Regions from separate parts of the Bos taurus genome. Here region 1 is linked to region 2. The links are chromatin contacts, called in public Hi-C maps. All regions are on one chromosome and are shown on one strand. Each heading gives the region's core, a stretch centred on a gene start, on an enhancer-like site or on the middle of the called end of the contact. The rest is flanking DNA. Distances are from core to core; before and after follow the strand shown. Region 1 holds the start of HSPA6 (heat shock protein family A (Hsp70) member 6). Region 2 holds the start of DUSP12 (dual specificity phosphatase 12).

Region 1 (6,577 bases), core at 860-3,359, 170 kb before region 2:
TTCAGAGCACACTATTTGGCTGGCACTTTCCCTTTAAATAGATAATATTGCTTTTACTATAGTAACTGGGGGAAAAAAAAAAAATAAGAAGGTCTAACTTGGAGTAGGGACGAAATCAAAGGTAGAACTGTGGGTGAGTTATGTTTCTGGGGCTAGTCACATTGGAAAAAAAATGGGGATAACCCTGTTTGACTAGCTCTAGCCAGTATACTAAGCTCATATGCTGTAAAAATACAATCTTAGTGGCATAAATCATCAAAGGTTTATTTCTCACTCATTTTCTGCTATATACGTGGAAGACTTCCTAAGGAAGCTCTCTCTCATGGGATGGCTCAGGTTTATACTATACTTTGATTTTAACACCAACTACCACACATTGCCAAAGAAGGCAAAGAGAACAGTAACAATTAGGACAGTAATTAAATGCACTCTGTCCAAAAGTAACATACACATACTTAAATTTCATTAATCGAAACAAGTTGTACGACCTGACCTCAAGAGGCATGCAATTGCAATCCTTTTTTGAGGCTGAAAAGAGGAGACTCATACATATTTTTAAGCATCATCGATATCTAGCACACTAAGGCTCCTTACTGGACTGTTGTTAAGGGTTAAAATGAATAAAGTATATGTGGCACCGTAGGATAGACATAGCAGATCACCCCTCTTTTTCTTATCAACAGAAGCTTGATTTTTTCAGATATAGAGCAGGTACATAGTTTAGGGGAAACAGGAATCCTCTTTTGCTCCTGGGTGAAACCAGAGACTTCTACAGCTATAGAATGTCTTAGAAAAGATGAAGTTCAATCTCCTCATTTTAAAGCTGAGAAAGCAATGAACCAGATGGTTGAAATGATTTGTTCAAGGATGTACAAGTAGTTGGTGTCACAGATCTGTACATACCGTAACTGGACTGCACTGTATAATTTGTTCTACAGCTTGTTTTAGAAGCTGTAGGACTCTTGGAACTTGGAACTCTTGGGGGTAGATGTGTAGGGCTTTTGAGGCTGCTGAGGGCTGGGAGAGAAAGTTGGAGCAGCTTGGACAAGGTAGTCCCTGAACTACAGGGCACAGACCCCAGGCCAGGCCACATCTTTCTTTCTGAAGTGAGCACCCTTTTTTGCAGGGCCTTGCCTAAAATATCCTGACTTTTGACACACAGGCCTGGGCAGCCTAAACACTGAGAGAGAATGAATTTAAAGCTGACAGCTTCTCTCCCTCTTGGGTTATAAAAATAGGTTCCTTCTTTTTGAGGATGTATAGTTACTCTAGAACAACCTTTATGGAAAAAGAATCTAAAAAAAATAATGGATATATGTAAATTTAAAAGTGATTCACTTTGTTATACAGCAGCAGAAACATTTAAAAACAACTACACTCAAATAGAATTTTTTTTTTTTTAATGAAGATCCACTTTAGAAGTTGAATTAAAGAAAAAAAAAAAAAAACAGAAAAAAATGTTAAAATGCGGGTACCCTGAAAGAAAAGAGCAGGATGCATTGGCCGGGAATCGAACCCGGGCCTCCCGCGTGGCAGGCGAGAATTCTACCACTGAACCACCAATGCTACTTCCGTGATAAAGCTTCACAACACTGTCTCTTACCATCATCTCTGACCCTAGGTCCACTCCATAACAGAAATCTGACCACCTCTCTTAATCACAATTTTGAAAACACAGCCTTCATGTTTCAAGACTAAAATAATAAAACTTTAAACCTCTGTCCTTGAAGCCATGGCTCTAATGCTTTCGGTTTTTCTAGAGCCGTTGGACTCAAAACCGCCCTCTTCAACCAACCAGAGGAAGAGCAAGTTTTCACCTTACCATTCTTCTGCCCCAACCGCTCGCCCTTAGAACAAGCCGGGAGAAGCTGGAACTTTCTCTGCAACTCTGAGTCAGACGCTGGTGGGGCCGCCGCTCCCTGCACGGCCCGATCCGCTCGAACCTTCTCCCAGAGTCAGTGCAGCGCCTCCTGGGCTGAGTCAGCCGGAGCGGGCGGGCCGGCGGCTCTGGGCTCGCCGCGAAGGCGCTAGAAGTTTCGCGGCGGCGGCGGCAGCGGGAGGAGGCGGGTCTCCCGCAACTGGATAAAAAGCTCGTGGAGCCGGAGCCGAGCAGATCCGAGCTGGGCAGGCAGGAGAGAGGCGCCGCTGCGTACACCTACACTGCTGAGCAGCACCAACTTTCGCAGGTTCCTGCATCCATCCGACTCTGTATAGCACTGGTCGCCGGGAGCGGGAGAAACCACAACCATGTCCGCCGCGAGGGAGCTGGCCATAGGCATCGACCTGGGCACCACGTACTCGTGCGTAGGCGTGTTTCAGCACGGCCGGGTGGAGATCCTCGCCAACGACCAGGGCAACCGCACCACCCCCAGCTACGTGGCCTTCTCAGACACCGAGCGGCTGGTGGGCGACGCGGCCAAGAGCCAGGCGGCCCTGAACCCGCACAACACCGTGTTCGACGTCAAGCGACTGATCGGGCGCAGATTCACAGACCCCTCTGTGCAGTCGGACATGAAGCACTGGCCCTTCCAGGTGGTGAGCGAGGGCGGCAAGCCGAAGGTGCGCGTGTCCTACCGCGGGGAGGACAAGGCGTTTTACCCCGAGGAGATCTCGTCCATGGTGCTGAGCAAGATGAAGGAGACGGCGGAGGCGTACCTGGGCCAGCCCGTGAAGCACGCTGTAATCACGGTGCCTGCCTACTTCAACGACTCGCAGCGTCAGGCCACTAAGGACGCGGGTGCCATCGCGGGGCTCAACGTCCTGAGAATCATCAACGAGCCCACGGCAGCTGCCATCGCCTACGGCCTGGACCGGCTGGGCGCCGGAGAGCGCAACGTGCTCATTTTCGACCTGGGTGGGGGCACCTTCGACGTGTCGGTCCTCACCATCGACGCTGGTGTCTTTGAGGTGAAGGCCACGGCTGGAGACACTCACCTGGGTGGAGAGGACTTCGACAACCGGCTGGTGAACCACTTCATGGAGGAGTTCCGGCGGAAGCATGGCAAGGATTTGAGCAGGAACAAGCGGGCCCTGCGCAGGCTCCGCACGGCCTGCGAGCGCGCCAAGCGCACCCTGTCGTCCAGTACCCAGGCCACTCTGGAGATCGATTCCCTGTTTGAGGGTGTAGACTTCTACACTTCCATCACTCGAGCCCGCTTTGAAGAACTGTGCTCGGACCTCTTTCGCAGCACCCTGGAGCCGGTAGAGAAGGCCTTGCGCGATGCCAAGCTGGGCAAGGCCCAGATCCATGACATTGTCCTGGTGGGTGGCTCTACCCGAATCCCCAAGGTACAGAAGCTCCTGCAGGACTTCTTCGATGGCAGGGAGCTGAACAAAAGCATCAACCCGGATGAAGCTGTGGCTTATGGGGCTGCTGTGCAGGCAGCCGTATTGATGGGGGACACGTGTGAGAAGGTGCAAGATCTTCTGCTGCTGGATGTGGCTCCCCTGTCCCTGGGGCTGGAGACAGCTGGTGGGGTGATGACTACACTGATCCAGAGGAATGCCACTATCCCAACCAAGCAGACCCAGACTTTCACCACCTATTCAGACAACCAGCCTGGGGTCCTGATTCAGGTGTATGAGGGTGAGAGGGCCATGACCAGGGACAACAACCTGCTAGGGCGCTTTGAGCTCAGCGGCATCCCTCCTGCCCCACGTGGAGTCCCCCAGATCGAGGTGACCTTCGACATTGACGCCAATGGCATCCTGAGTGTGACAGCCACTGACAGGAGCACAGGCAAAGCTAACAAGATCACCATCACCAATGACAAGGGCCGGCTGAGCAAGGAGGAGGTGGAGAGGATGGTTCGTGAGGCTGAGCAGTACAAGGCTGAGGATGAGGCCCAGAGAGACAGGGTGGCTGCCAAAAACTCTCTGGAGGCCTATGTCTTCCATGTGAAGAGCTCCTTGCAAGAGGAGAGGCTTAGAGATAAGATTCCTGAAGAGGACAGGCGCAAAGTACAAGACAAGTGTCAGGAAGTCCTTGCTTGGCTGGAGCACAACCAGTTAGCAGACAAAGAGGAATATGAGCATCAAAAGAGGGAGCTGGAGCAGATCTGTTGCCCCATCTTCTCCAGGCTCTATGGGGGGCCTGGTGTCTCTGTGGGCAGCAGTTGTGGAGCCCAAGCCCGACATGGAGCCCCTAGTACTGGCCCTGTCATCGAGGAGGTCGATTAAATGGCCCCTCTGGACGGGTCAGCTGAGACTGCAAGGGCTGGGTTTGTGGACTTTCTAGACTTTCTACTGTGATCCTGCCCAACTTAAGGGGTAGGAGTGGAGGAGAATCTTACCCTCAACAGAGAATTTTTTTTTTTTTTGGTCAGTATGTTTTATTATTGAGATATTTGTCATTTGACTTGTAAAAAATCTTCTCCTACATCAAACAAGCAGAAGTAAAATCATTATGAACATTTGTGTGGCACTTTAATATTGCTTTTACCTACATTTAATGCATTTTGTTACTTGCATGTATGGATTTGTTATATGAAATAATAAAGCTAAATAAACTTTTAGAATTTCTTAGTTTTCTTTCTATCCAATTAAGTAGACGAAGGGGCAGGGCTTTCAGAAGCAGAAATATTGGGGTGGGTTTTGAAGGAGGATGGGAAGAAAATTCATGAGGCTATGTGCATAATTGCTATAAAGGAAAGCAAGAGGAAGAGTTTGAGGAAGGCACACTGAGATAGTATTGAAGTGTGAGGAGAGAGGAGAGAATTGTGATATTGTGTTGAAAGAGGGAGGGAGGTGGAGTTGGAAAAGCAGAGAATGAAGAGAAGCAAGTTTTGGCAAGACCCTAAGATAAAAATTCTGTATTGGGAGCTTAGTTTAGTTTTTCAGTCTATGTGTCCTAATACACGGACAAAAAGTTTATATGCTAATTATTTGCCTCTCATAATGTGACCTTATTGTTCTTTTACCGAACAGACCCCAAGTCCTGGATTCTGGGGAATAGTATTTGTTAGATTAAGAGAGTAAGTCTAGTGGTATAATTAAAATTATTATTGATCTTATCTGTGTGAGAGGAATTGCATGGTCCCATCTGCTTTCTGCTGATGGCCCTAGGATGATGACGATGATGATGGTGACAGTGGCAACTGTGTAGTAAGATGGCTGTACTGGAACCAGACGGGTGTTCCTTTATCTACTCCGCAAGTTAAACTCTGAGCTTCAGTTTTCCCTTCTATTTAATGGGGATGATGATCAAATAATATCTCAGATGTGTAATGAGGGTACAATTAAATAAGTATGTGAGGAGTGAAGAAGAATGTTAGGCTAGGCATCTAGTATTGAGCAACAAATATTCACTATTACTAATTATTACTAATTGATTGTCGACTATGTACAATCTAATCATCACAGCAACATAACAGTGTATTATCTCTTTTGAAAGTGAGGATCCAGAGGCTAAAAGAGGTTAAACAATTTACTCAATATCCATATCTATTAAGTCAGGGAACGTGGGTAGTGGGGAGAGTTGAAATTAAGAACTATGTCCTGCCTGCTTCTACATTCCGTGCACTGTTAACTCACAAACAGACCATTAAAAAAAAGAAAGATTTCCCCCAGATGTCGTGAAATTGTACATATTATTCCTTTAGAACACAGTTGGACACGGAGCCCTGAGAGAAAAAGTATGTTTTATTGTATCTTTGCATTATTCATTAAGTGAATATGTGCTTTTTATAGCAAGTGACTGAACCAGGGGAGTATCCTCAGGCTCAACTTTACTGCCAGTTAAATGACATAAGAGAAGGATAAGTTTGTGTAAGTTAGTTCCCAATCAGCCCAAAGACTTATTTTTATCTCAGAAATGAAGGTGGCCTTGGTTAGAGGAATGCTACATTATATTTAGCTAAGGGTGATCTGTTGCAGGTTGAGAGGAGATTGCAGTAACGACCCACCTGTAGTCTGGTTGTCAGCTCACATTTTAAACTGCGTTTTCCTGCACCTGGCCCAAATCTTTTGTGACTTGTTTTACATTGAAAGAACCTGCAAAAAAGAGATGATCTCACACACATATTCTGTATTACACTTCCCCTTTCCTGAATGTCCTTCCCACTTCCAACACTGACCACTGCAACCTGTTTGTAACTTCTCAAACAGAATGATGGCACCTACGTTTGGATAGTTTCCTCACATTTCAACAATCTCTCTCTCTAAACAGACACAGGTTATAAGAAGGAGAATTCCATCATGCTTAGTTGTGAAAACACTTCAGATCTCATTTGGACGGTATCTATTTTTCTACAGAGAGATTTAAACAAACTAACCACTTTATTACCAAAGAACGGCAATGCCAAAGAATGCTCAAACTACCGCACAATTGCACTCATCTCACATGCTAGTATAGTAATGCTCAAAATTCTCCAAGCCAGGCTTCAGCAATATGTGAACCATGAACTTCCAGATGTTCAAGCTGGTTTTAGAAAAGGCAGAGGAACCAGAGATCAAATCGCCAACATCCACTGGATCATCAAAAAAGCAAGAGAGTTCCAGAAAAACATCTATTTCTGCTTTATTGACTATGCCAAAGCCTTTGACTGTGTGGATCACAATAAACTATGAAAAATTCTTC
Region 2 (6,171 bases), core at 1,997-4,496:
ATATGGTTTGCAGATATTTTTTTCTGTTCTGTAGATTGCCTTTTCATTTTGTTGATTGTTTCTTTTGCTGTGCAGAAACTTTTTAGTTTGATATAATCCCATGTATTGCTTCTGGTGTCATATCCAAAAAGTTGTTGACAAGACCATTGTTTGGTCATGGTACCCTTGCCAAAGATCATTTGTGCATACATGTGAGGGTTTATTTCTGCGCTCTCTATTCTGTTGCGTTGGCCCATGTTTCCTTCTTTATGCCAGTACCATGACTGCTATTTCTTGACCAGTTACAGCTTTAGCATCTCTCTAGCCTTCTTTCCCTTGGGTAAGATTTATTAACATACTGAATCATAGAATCACTCCCACTTCCTGACAGCATCCAATCCACAGCAAAGTCCTGCTTCCACAGTCCCTTAGCCCTAACCCATTTAATATAAGCTCAGATCCTCTAATGCATGCTAAGTCACTTCAGTTGTGTCTAACTCTTTGCGACCCTATGGACTGTAGTCCACCAAGCTCCTCCGTCCATGGGATTCTCCAGGCAAGAATACTGGAGTGGGTTGCCATGCCCTCCTCCAGAGGAACTTCTGGACCCAAGAGATTGAACCCAGGTCTTTTAAGTCTCCTGCACTGGCAGGCGATTTCTTTACCACTAGCGCCCCATGGGAAGCCCAAAATCCTGTAATAGGATCTTCCTAAGACAGAAATGGTATGGACCTAACAGAAGCAGAAGATATTAAGAAGAGGTGGCAAGAATACACAGAAGAACTGTACAAAAAAGATCTTCACGACCCAGATAATCACGATGGTGTGATCACTGACCTAGAGCCAGATATCCTGGAATGTGAAGTCAAGTGGGCCTTAGAAAGCATCACTACGAACAAAGCTAGTGGAAGTGATGGAATTCCAGTTGAGGTATTCCAAATCCTGAAAGATGATGCTGTGAAAGTGCTGCACTCAATATGCCAGCAAATTTGGAAAACTCAGCAGTGGCCACAGGACTGGAAAAGGTCAGTTTTCATTCCAATCCCAAAGAAAGGCAATGCCAAAGAATGCTCAAACTACTGCACAATTGCACTCATCTCACATGCTAGTAAAGTAATGCTCAAAATTCTCCAAGCCAGGCTTCAGCAATATGTGAGATCAAATTGCCAACATCCGCTGGATCATGGAAAAAGCAAGAGAGTTCCAGAAAGTCATCTATTTCTGCTTTATTGGCTATGCCAAAGCCTTTGACTGTGTGGATCACAATAAACTGTGGAAAATTCTTCAAGAGATGGGAATACCAGACCACCCGATCTGCCTCTTGAGAAATTTGTATGTAGGTCAGGAAGCAACAGTTAGAACTGGACATGGAACAACAGACTGGTTCCAAATAGGGAAAGGAGTTCGTCAAGGCTGTATATTGTCACCCTGTTTATTTAATTTATATGCAGAGTACATCATGAGAAACGCTGGACTGGAAAAACAAGCTGGAATCAAGATTGCCGGGAGAAATATCAATAACCTCAGATATGCAGATGACACCATCCTTATGGCAGAAAGTGAAGAGGAACTCAAAAGTCTCTTGATGAAAGTGAAAGAGGAGAGTGAAAAAGTTGGCTTAAAGCTCAACATTCAGAAAACGAAGATCATGGCATCCGGTCCCATCACTTCATGGGAAATAGATGGGGAAACAGTGGAAACAGTGTCAGACTTTATTTTTTTTGGGCTCCAAAATCACTGCAGATGGTGACTGCAGCCATGAAATTAAAAGACACTTACTCCTTGCAAGGAAAGTTATGACCAATATAGATAGCATATTCAAAAGCAGAGACATTACTTTGCCAACAAAGGTTCGTCTAGTCAAGGCTATGGTTTTTCCTATGGTCGTGTATGGATGTGAGAGTTGGACTGTGAAGAAGGCTGAGCGCCAAAGAATTGATGCCTTTGAACTGTGGTGTTGGAAAAGACTCTTGAGCGTCCCTTGGACTGCAAGGAGATCCAACCAGTCCATTCTGAAGGAGATCAGCCCTGGGATTTCTTTGGAAGGAATGATGCTGAAGCTGAAACTCCAGTACTTTGGCCACCTCATGCGAAGAGTTGACTCATTGGAAAAGACTCTGATGCTGGGAGGGATTGGGGGCAGGAGGAGAAGAGGACGACAGAGGATGAGATGGCTGGATGGCATCACTGACTTGATGGACGTGAGTCTGAGTGAACTCCGGGAGTTGGTGATGGACAGGGAGGCCTGGCGTGCTGCGATTCATGGGGTCGCATAGAGTCGGACACGACTGAGCGACTGATCTGATCTGATCTGAAGGCACCCCACTTGCCTGGAGAATACCAGGGATGGGGGAGCCTGGTGGGCTGCCGACTCTGGGGTGGCACAGAGTCAGACATGACTAAAGTGACTTAGCAGCAGCAGCAGCAAGGCACCCCACTCCAGTACTCTTGCTTGGGAAATCCCATGGACCGAGGAGCCTGGTAGGCTGCAGTCCACGGGGTCGCTAAGAGTCGTACATGACTGAGCGACTTAACTTTCACTTTTCACTTTCATGCACTGGAGAAGGAAATGGCAACCCACTCCAGTGTTCTTGCCTGGAGAATCCCAGGGACGGGAGCCTGGTGGGCTGCTGTCTGTGGGGTCTCACAGAGTCGGACACGACTGACGTGACTTAGCAGCAGCAGCAACATTCTCTTAAGACCTGCATTTCCCAAAATTCTACAGTTCATGATTGAGTAATAAACTCAATTTATTTAAAACTACACGTGGATTCTTGGTGGTCTTTGGAGTGCACTGACACAAAACCATGGGATCAATATTTTCAAACATACAGAATATACACCAACAAGAAGTCACATACCAATAAAAAAAAGGAGGGGGGCAAAAAGAAAAAAAAAGTAAAAAGTTACAAGAGAAGAACTACAAACAAATGATTTCATACGTACTGGAAAAGCGTTGTATTTCAAATGCATAAGATTATGGTACTGACTCAGTTGGTGTGACCATCATTTCAACTTGAATCCATTTTCTGCTTCTGCAGAAATCTATAAAAATCTCAACCCTAAGAGCCTGAGAAACCCTGTAGGTATTTGCGTTAGGGTTCAGAAGCGGCTGCGAATGGGGTTTAGCTCCGCCCAGGCCGAAGTCACCTTCCCCAGTAAATCCACATTCCCGCGGTCGACGAAATCCTCCGAGACAGCAGCGGCGCAACTCAGCCGGCTGGGCCTAAAGTAAGGACGTTCTAGCCTATTGCCTACTCGGTGGTAGGGCCAGCCGCTGCCCGGCCCCCGGGCGCCGCCATGTTGGAGGCGCAGGAGGGGAGCCATGGCTGGGAGCACCAGATCGGCAGCCAGAGCCGGGCCAGCTCTGCCAGGCATATGCTGGAAGTGCGTCCGGGGCTGTTCTTGGGTGGAGCCGCGGCCGTCGCGGAGCCAGACCACCTGAGGGAGGCGGCCGTCACGGCAGTGCTGACGGTGGACTCGGAGGAGCCTAACTTCAAAACGGGGGCTGGGGTCGAGGGTCTACGGAGTCTCTTCGTGCCAGCGCTGGACAAACCTGAGACCGACCTGCTCAGTCATCTGGACCGCTGTGTGGCCTTCATCGTCCAGGCTCGCGCCGAGGGCCGCGCGGTGCTGGTGCACTGGTGAGTGGTCGGGTCCGTGGGGAGAGCAACCTCGCCACGCTTCTACCCTGGCCCACCTCACCCTTTCCCTCCCAGGGCCCAGAAGAGGACCAGAGGGCTGTCCCAGCTCCCTCTTGCGTAGGCTTGTGTCAGAGAGAGGAGTGGGCGGGACGCGGTCCCCTGACGAAGCGCAGGCTTTTCATTCATTTTGTTTATGTTGGGTCATTCTGCAGCCGCTGAGTTTTCCAGGGTAGGAGGAATCTTCAGATAAATGACTAAGTCTCTACACCTAAAGAGTTTAAATCTCTTCTCGAGTAGCGAGACACATACTGAGGAAATGCAGACTGGGATGCGAGGTGTGTAGTAAGAGAGATGAACAGAGGTTAAGGTTATTCAGACTTAAGAGGGAGAGCAGGCTATTTTCATTGTTCTTGTTTGGGGCAGGCGTGGCCAATGTAGGGGAGATTTGGGGAGAGAAAAATTGATTAGGACGTAGCAGTGGCAGAAGGAGTATAATAACAACAGTTTACGCTTACTGAGTCAGCAATTTTACAGCCAGCCTTTGTTATAAATATATAAAGATAAAATAGAAGTTTGGGACCAGATCTCCAGGGCCTTTAAAACCAAGAGCAAAAGAGTTTAGATTTGTTCTGAAGCCATTCAGTTCAGTTCAGTCGTTCAGTCGTGTCCGACTCTTTTCGACTCCATGAATTGCAGCAGGCCAGGCCTCCCTATCACCAACTCCCGGAGTTCACTCAGACTCAGTCCATCGAGTCAGTGATGCCATCCAGCCATCTCATCCTCTGTTGTCCCCTTCTCCTCCTGCCCCCAGTCCCTCCCAGCATCAGAGTCTTTTCCAATGAGTCAACTCTTCGCATGAGGTGGCCAAAGTACTGGAGTTTCAGCTTTAGCATCATTGCTTCCAAAGAAATCCCAGGGCTGATCTCCTTCAGAATGGACTGGTTGGATCTCCTTGCAGTCCAAGGGACGCTCAAGAGTCTTTTCCAACACCACAGTTCAAAAGCATCAATTCTTCAGTGCTCAGCTTTCTTCACAGTCCAACTCTCACATCCATACATGACCACTGGAAAAACCATAGCCTTGACTAGACGGACCTTTGTTGGCAAAGTAATGTCTCTGCTTTTCAATATGCTATCTAAGTTGGTCATAACTTTCCTTCCAAGGAGTAAGCGTCTTTTAATTCCATGGCTGCAATCACCATCTGCAGTGATTTTGGAGCCCCTAAAAACAAAGTCTGACACTGTTTCCCCATCTATTTCCCATGAAGTGATGGAACCAGATGACGTGATCTTAGTTTTCTGAATGTTGAGCTTTAAGCCAACTTTTTCACTCTCCTCTTTCACTTTCATCAAGAGGCTTTTTAGTTTCTCTTCACTTTCTGTCATAAGGGTGGTGTCATCTGCATATCTGAGGTTATTGATATTTCTCCTGGCAATCTTGATTCCAGATGTGCTTTTTCCAGCCCAGCGTTTCTCATGATGTACTCTGAGTATAAGTTAAATAAGCAGGCTGACAGTACACAGCCTTGACGTACTCCTTTTCCCATTTGGAACCAGTGTGTTGTTCCATGTCCAGTTCTAACTGTGCCTTCCTGACCTGCATATAAGTTTCTCAAGAGGCAGGTCAGGTGGTCTGATACTCCCATGTCTTTTAGAATTTTCTACAGTTTATTATGATTCACACAGTCAAAGGCTTTGGCATAGTCAATAAAGCAGAAATAGATGTTTTTCTGGAACTCTCTTGCTTTTTTCATCCAGCGGATGTTGGCAATTTGACCTGTGGTTCCTCTGCCTTTTCTAAAACCAGCTTGAACATCTGGAAGTTCACGGTTCACTTATTGCTGAAGCCTAGCTTGGAGAATTTTGAGCATTACTTTACTAGCCTGTGAGATGAGTGCAATTGTGCGGTAGTTTGAGCATTCTTTGGCATTGCCTTTCTTTGGGATTGGAATGAAAACTTACCTTTTCCAGTCCTGTGGCCACTGCTGAGTTTTCCAAATTTGCTGGCATATTGAGTGCCGCACTTTCACAGCATCATCTTTCAGGATTTGAAATAGCTCAACTGGAATTCCATCACCTCCACTAGCTTTGTTCGTAGTGATGCCTCCCAAGGCCCACTTGACTTTGCATTCCAGGATGTCTGGCTTTAGGTGAGGGATCACATCATTGTGATTATCTGGGTCGTGAAGCTTTTTTGTACAGTTCTTCTGTGTATTCTTGCCACCTCTTCTTAATATCTTCTGCTTCTGTTAGGTCCATACCATTTCTGTCCTTTATCGAGCCCATCTTTGCATGAAATGTTCCCTTGGTATCTCTAATTTTCTTGAAGAGATCTCTAGTCTTTCCCATTCTTTTGTTTTCCTCTATTTCTTTGCATTGATCGCTGAGGAAGGCTTTCTTATCTGAAGGCATTGTGAGGTGTTAAAAAATTAGTATAATTATTTTTCAGTAGGTAGTACATTCACATGGTTCAGAATTAAAAGTGAATAAGGAAATCAAGGAATACTTCTTTTGTGTAGCAGTAGTATTTCAGAGGCATAGGATTTACC

What was found. A called contact is a pair of places that touch in the nucleus more often than the background predicts.
Region 1: a contact with region 2 is called in a Hi-C map of an unstated tissue, with 4 times the contacts expected there. The contact joins the promoter of HSPA6 here to the promoter of DUSP12 in region 2.

The regions. Positions count from the first base shown.
Region 1 is chr3:8,029,285-8,035,861 of ARS-UCD2.0, reverse strand. HSPA6 (heat shock protein family A (Hsp70) member 6) reads left to right here and starts at 2,109. Exons shown (of 1, transcript XM_002685850.6): 1 at 2,109-4,517. The coding sequence starts at 2,248. The coding sequence ends at 4,179. It overlaps TRNAG-GCC (transfer RNA glycine (anticodon GCC)), which reads right to left and starts at 1,566; the gene lies at 1,496-1,566.
Region 2 is chr3:7,857,592-7,863,762 of ARS-UCD2.0, reverse strand. DUSP12 (dual specificity phosphatase 12) reads left to right here and starts at 3,246. Exons shown (of 6, transcript XM_002685847.7): 1 at 3,246-3,623. The coding sequence starts at 3,280.